Linked DNA regions of Sus scrofa: region 1 is linked to region 2. A link is a contact called in public HiChIP or PLAC-seq data. All regions are on one chromosome and are shown on one strand. The core of a region is the stretch at or near the end of the contact, and the rest is flanking DNA. Distances in the headings are between cores, read along the strand shown. Region 1 holds the start of TRAIP (E3 ubiquitin-protein ligase TRAIP). Region 2 holds the start of GMPPB (GDP-mannose pyrophosphorylase B).

Region 1 (3,352 bases), core at 721-3,220, 130 kb after region 2:
GAAATCACATCCCGTTGCAGATAGATCAAGGAAACCCCTACTCTGTCGTCCTTAAACCAACGGCGGGGAGTTCCCATCATGGCTAAATGGTTAAGGAACCCGACCAGTATCCATGAGGACGCGGGTTTGAGCCCTGGCCTTGCTCGGTGTTTTAAAGACCAAGCGTTGCAGTTACCGAGAGCTGTGGTGTCAGTTGCAGACGCGGCTCGGATCCAGTGTTGCTGCGGCGTAGGCCGGCAGCCACAGCTCGGATTCCACCCCTAGCAGGGAACCTCCACATGGGGCGGGAGCCACCCAAAACAAAAACAAAAAAAAACTACAACCCCGTTCCCCCGGCCTCAGGTCATCTGTCATCTCCTCCCGGAAGCCTGTTTTGACCTGGCCTCTGCCCAAGTCGGAAACTCTCGTGGGACTCCAACTAATGCCGTCCTCATCACCAGTCAGGGCACCAGGGAGGCCCGACACCCCACAGTTTTGTAGCGATATCGGGCGGAGTGCCCAGATCCAACACAGCGGTCACTCACCACTGCAAGTGGAAGGTGTGGCCGCAGTGGATGGCTGCCACGTCGCGGGAGTGATCGAAGAAGTCGGAGCATATAGTGCACAGAGCACGAATAGGCATGACTGGTCTCAAGTGGCCCAGGTAGCCAAGGAAACCGCGAAGGGTCCAGCTTCGTGGCCGTGCCTCAGCGTCCCAGCTTGCTTCAAATTTGGCTCCACAGCGCGACTTCCGGAAGCGAACCGGAAGTGGCTACAAGGCGCAAAATGAAGTTTGGGCCCGGATTGGACGAACCCTCGGGGGCGGGGCTTAACGGCCTCTCAGGCCGAAAAGAATCCTGGGGCCGAGCGCGGGCCTGAAGCTCAGCGGTAAGTCCCTCGCGGCTCCCGGGAATCGCCCAGTACCAGAACACAGCGTTGGATGGGCACCAGGAGCAGCTACGCCGCCGGCCGAGCCCCTTTCTGGGGCAAGACAAGACGTTACGGTCCCAAGCCGGAGCTGGGCACGGTCTCCTTAGCCCTGTTCTCTCAGCGCAGCCATCTCTGCACTTCGCGAGAGTTTAGAAGAGGCCATAAGGGGGTGGGACGATGGTACGAATGGAGAGCGGGTCCCTTGGGCTCTGGGCAGTTCTCAACCGTATAGAAGACCATACTTCCCGGACCAAAAGAATGCTCCGCCCTCTCAGCCCTCTCAGACTCTTTAGTGGTCCTCGAAAGGACACGGGTCAGGACACTCCCAGCTCGCCCTGGCTCTATACAAACAAGGTTGATGATCCCTAAGTTTAAAGGTGGTGGGGCCGGTATCCTGACTAGCTCCTAGCTCTCAGGAGAATCAGTTTTGCCTCAGTACTGCCTTTTGGAGGCCCAGATCCTTCATAGACAAGTGGCTAACAAATCTTTTTCTTATTCCCATATCAGAGAAGTTATCTTTGGGATCCTAAGTAAGAGCAGCATCCCTGGTGAATTCACCTGGGCTGATCCAGGCTGGAACAAGTATTCCTAGGAGTTTTGATGATTAACTGTTTTTAGTAGTGGTATCCCCCTCTCCCCAGAAGAAACCTTATGCAGAGTCCCATAATGTAAAGCCGATCTGTTCCACCTGAAGTAGACTCAGAGTGAAGTCCTTGGGGCCTACGTGGAAAGCAAAGGTGTTCACAGGAAGGAATAATCAACACAAAGGATAGGACAGAATCTTTGTGTAATGGCCACCCTGCACCCATTCCCCAACCCAGGGAAGCCCACTTTGGCCATGGGCAAGGTCTCTCCCTATGGTGGATGGCCCTTGGTGGGTTCCAGGTCTATGCCTAAGTCAAGATAATGGCTCCTTGTTCAATAGGACTTGTCAGAACAGTAGCATAGAGGTTATTCCTTGGCACAATCCCAGCACAGGACCCACCACCCACATGGATTTCTAGAGTCCAGAGGACCCCTGCCACCATCAAGGAACACACTGTGGTGAGGATGGTCTGTACTCTCAGCCCAAGCAATCCATATGGAACTGAGCACAGACCACTACCTGTGAACCTACTCCCAGCCTTCCCCTACACACTGCCTTTCAGGGGCCCCTCCCCAGTAATATAGAGGAAGCAAAGGCAAGAGGGTGGCCAGAGGCTTTGGCAGAATGAAATTTATTTGCCAGGTTCAGCAGGTACACGGCCCACCGACCTTCATACACCAGAGCAGACCCACAGGCATGCAGGGAGAAGGGCAGGACTATCCCCGAGTGCCAAGTGAGGGCCAGGACCAGTGTGGCTGCCTGCCCAGGCCATAGTGGGGTCTGACAAAGGGCACTTGCCAGGAGCCTCCGTCAGGAAACTGGGGAGCTTTATTCCACTCTTTGATTCCAGCAAAAGCAACTCAGCAGGGCTCAGAGGCACTTAGGCCTCACTCTAAGCCTTGACAAAAGGGGAAGTGGGTCACTGACATAGAGAGGGTTCCTTCTATTTTGTTGAACTGAGAGAGCAGAAAATCTGCCCCCAAGAAGGGCAACCCCCCAAATCAGACTGTGGGACACTGCCATGCAGCTGGCCCTCTGGGATGGAGAGGACTGTGGACTGAGCCTGAGGCGGGTCATATGGGAAGAGCCAGGGGCAGCCCTCCTTGTCTGCCCCAGGGTAAGGACTCAGCTAGGCTGGTACACTAGGTGCTAAGCCTGCACTCTGCCCTCCCAGATCTCATTGCCACATCCTAATTGCTCCTCCTTCCCTTTACAGACTCATGAAGCTCAGGGTACAGGGCAACCACTGCAGGACCCAGGAGGGCAGGAAATAGCACATGGGTCTTGGGAGAGACTTCCCAGGGACAAAGATGGAAGTGTCTACCTTTCTACTCATTCTTTTTCACTTTTCAGGAACCCCTCAGCTACCAAGCAGTGCCCCCAGCCATGCAACCAGTCTTGAAGCATACTGCTTTAGATTATTGCATTCTCTGTACCAGCCTGTTTCACGCCTAGAGCAGCCCACACACCACAGGCACATACCTTCATGTGCAGGAGCCTAAGACCGCTGACAGGGCCTCGCTGGAGGACCAGCTCTCAGGGCAAGGCCACCCAATTTAGGGCCTGGGAGAGGATGGGACCTGCAGGGCCTGCCTGGGGGAACTGTGAGGCAAAAAGGAAAAGGGAACAGGAGCAGGGACCTCCTGAGTATCCCTAGAGCAGCATCCCACAAGGAACAGAAACTGATGAAGCTAGCAAAAGACAAAAGCCACAAGGAATCCATGCAGGGGCTGGGGCTGGTCCTGCCTCTGGCCTCCCCACCACTCACACACATACACACAGGAGATGAGACTGCTCTCCTGTGGCCCCCAGACATGCCCTGTGCTGGGAGGCAGGGGCAGGGGGCAGTGAGGGCAT
Region 2 (3,234 bases), core at 17-2,516:
CACGAACCGGTGAATACGGCCTGTATCAGCCTCACACACCACCACACCATACTTAGAGGGCTCCTCCACTTTGGTCACCTGAGTGCAGGGGGACCTCAGACCTAGTCCAGGGCTCCTGAGTCTTGAGGTACATGGTGTCTTATATCTGGGATTGTGCCCCCAGATGCATAAAGGCACATACTGCATGGTTCTGCACCCAAAACATTGGGGCAATTCAAAGCTGGGAGGTGAGAGAGGCTGGGGTGGGGTGGGTTATCGGAGAAGAAAGACCTGTTTCCTTACCAGAATGGAGCCCTCTTGGCCATGGTGGCGGTGGAACTGCACCATGGCTTGGAAGGGAAAATCGCAGATCACATCACTGTTCAGAACAAAAAAAGGCTCCGCAGTCTCAGAGAGCAGGTCACGGGCCAGTGCCAGGGGTCCAGCTGGGGAAGAGCAAGAGGTCACCATCATCTTCCAGGTCTGAGCCTCTGGACCCAGGCTCAGCAAGCCCCATGCAGACAGAGTCTTGCCCCTCTCCTGGCCCTAAACCCTCCCCAAGGAACCTTCTTGTCTCTACTGACCTGTTCCCAAAGGCTCCTCTTCATGGGACATGGAGATTCGGATTCCTAGCTGGAAGGAAGAAGGCCCCGTTAGGTTTCTCCTACTAGGGTGGGAAGCTGAGCGGGGACCAAGGGAAAAAGCCAAGAATCCGTGCCTCACCCTTTGCTCCTGTGCTTTCATTTCCTTCTCCAACATCTGAGACATATAGCTCACGGCCAGAATCACGTGATCCACGCCTGCCTGTGGGAATGAACAGTGCCGGCCTTCAGGCGGGCTCAGCCGAAGGCACAGGGATCCCTGCCCTCCTGTCGCTGGCCGTCCCTCACCCTGCCAAATCCCACCAAGACCCCGTCCCTGGGCCTTACCGAGGCCAGCGCCTCCACTTGATGCAGCAAAATGGGCTTATTGCAGAAATCCACCAGCGGCTTCGGTATGCTTAGCGTCAGCGGCCGCAGGCGCGTCCCGTAGCCACCCACCAGGATCAGTGCCTTCATTGCGCCTGCTGGAGGCCAGAGTGAGTCCCGGGCTCCGAGGTGTCCGCGGCCCGCCCAGCCGACCCCTATGACACCCTCCCGCTCCCTTCACGCTCCAGACTGACCAACTCTTGTTCTGCCTTGTCCGCCCAGTCCGCGTCGACGCTAAGTCCAAGTCAGCGGCAAGCTAGTACGCGACGCCGAAGCGAGAGCAGCGAGCTGCCAACTCTGGCTGGCGTCCGCCAGTGTATGACGGGAGCCCGGGCGGGCCAATCAGCTGCGGCATACGTGGCACGGCCATCGGCGTCGGGTCGCCGCGACGCGGTATTCCGGCAGACTCAGCCAATGAGAGCGGAGCGCGCCTGGCTGCCATGGCGACCGGGACCGGATCCGCGGGTCGGCTTGCCATTGGCGGATCCAAAGGCGGAGCTCGCGCCGCAGGCGAGGCTTCCGTCCTCTCGGGCCCAGGTCAGCCGCACCCCAGCCGCTTCCGGCCCCGCCCTGCCGGAGGAACTGGGGCGGGGCCGAGGGCGCGAGGAGGCCGGGCTGGGCTAGGCCAGTCCACCCCGAGTTTCTGGGTTTGTTTTTTTTTCAAAGACACGGACACGCCTCAGTTTCTAGCGGCTTTATTTTGACATACACGACCTCAGACACAAGCGGGGCGGGCAGCGCTAGGTGTACGGAAAGGGGCAGGTTCGGCCCAAGGCTCGAGCACCCCCTCTCCCGCGCTCAAGGTCCCAAGAAAAAGCAACCGCGCCCGGACACGGCCGGAGCCAAGTGTAGTATCCGGGTGCAGGGCTCGGGCAGCGTGGACAGGCTTAGGCAGCTTCCAGCAAAGTGGAGCAGAGAGTGGTCCTCGAGGCCAGGCCTTACAGTTCCCGGAGAAGCAAAGGAACCAGGACCTTCCCAGGATTCTCCCAAATTTTTTCCACTAAAACATTAAATCTGCACAAAGACCAAATTGAACAGCTCTAAAGTTCAAAGCATTCTGCATCTAGGAGTGTGCACATGGCCAGCCGTGAGCAAGTGAGCAGCAGCTACATAACTAGCTCAGGCCTTTGGCCCCTTAGGAGAAACCCCACGCCCACTGCACAGGACCGGACATGAGAGGGGTGGGGTCCCCAGCATGTTGCTACACTGGTCCCCTTTCTTTTAAGCACCGCCCATCCCACCCCGCTAGGGGGCTGGTGTCGACTTGGCCCAGGGAAGCACTACACAGAGGGGTCGCTTGAGCGCCCCAACCAGTGATCCCGTCTTGCACTTTGGTCCCAAGTTGGGGCTGGGGAAACAGGGCCTGGCAGGGACAGGGCTCTCTGGCATGGAGCAGGGCAAAATAGTGGCAAACAGCATGTGCAGATGCGCATGCCCACCACTCAACAGATAACAAGGCTGGGTCTCCCAAGTGTTTAAAAGTGCTGAAAGAAGGAGGGACCCTGCCCTGCGGGAGAAGCAGCAGATCCCAGCCCTGCTCTTCTCAATGCCAGGAAAACGCTGACTATAAGTGGGTACAGCCTCTCGTGATGAAGAGCAGAATGGGGGCAGCATCTGCTCCCAAAATATAGGAACTCAGGAGGTACAGCACATCCCCAGGCTGGAGAGGTTCCAACAAGGGGGTCCCAGCTGGCCCCCAAACCTTTGTCTTGGCCTCTGCCCTGCCAAGAAATGACTATCCACACTAATGAAGAGCTACTGCCCCTATGGCTGAAGCCACAAAATAGTACAAGAGAAAAGACGGTCATTACTAATCAGAAACAGGCAAGCTGCCCCCTCCTAGCCCCAAGAAATGGGAACCTGCCCACCAATGGCACCAGAATCAGAAGGCCGAGAGAGATGGGATCCCATCTAGGAGCCCATTTAAGATGAGTGAGGCTGCATATCTATGGACCATGAAATTAGTCCATTACTTACCAAAGCTTCTTACAGACACAGGCTGGCAGGCTTACCTCTAATGCCCAAATAGGGACATGCCACAAGTGACAATGACAGTGGCCCTAGGCTTGGAGGTTAGGGCACTAACCTTGGCAATGGCTAAGTGCAAGCAGTGCCACCTCCTGACCGCATGTTTTAGAGGTAGCAAGCCTCTGTGCCATTCAGGGCTGGCAGCAAAAATTACTAAAACCGTGGGAAAGGAAGGGGTCACCCCTTGGGCCTTCACTGTGCCACTGTCACTGTTGAGTGCTGAGGGGACCACACTCAATGCTCACAGAGAGGGTACTGG

Evidence for each region. HiChIP or PLAC-seq counts read pairs in DNA pulled down with a chosen protein or histone mark.
Region 1: an H3K27ac HiChIP or PLAC-seq map of alveolar macrophages shows a contact between it and region 2. The contact joins the promoter of TRAIP here to the promoter of GMPPB in region 2. A contact is called at or near these places in 4 of 47 Hi-C or Micro-C datasets (embryonic fibroblasts, epiblast stem cells, liver and 1 more) and 2 of 2 datasets of contacts at active chromatin or transcription factors (alveolar macrophages and skeletal muscle).

What each region holds. Positions count from the first base shown.
Region 1 is chr13:32,379,018-32,382,369 of Sscrofa11.1, forward strand. TRAIP (E3 ubiquitin-protein ligase TRAIP) reads right to left here and starts at 1,971. Exons shown (of 31, transcript XR_002337524.1): 1 at 525-1,971. CAMKV (caM kinase-like vesicle-associated protein) reads right to left here. Exons shown (of 10, transcript XR_002337521.1): 10 at 2,111-3,352.
Region 2 is chr13:32,251,889-32,255,122 of Sscrofa11.1, forward strand. It overlaps GMPPB (GDP-mannose pyrophosphorylase B), which reads right to left and starts at 1,267. Exons shown (of 10, transcript NM_001244541.1): 1 at 1,142-1,267; 2 at 909-1,045; 3 at 703-783; 4 at 564-612; 5 at 283-425; 6 at 1-78. The coding sequence starts at 1,037. IP6K1 (inositol hexakisphosphate kinase 1) reads right to left here. Exons shown (of 5, transcript XM_021068778.1): 5 at 1,627-3,234.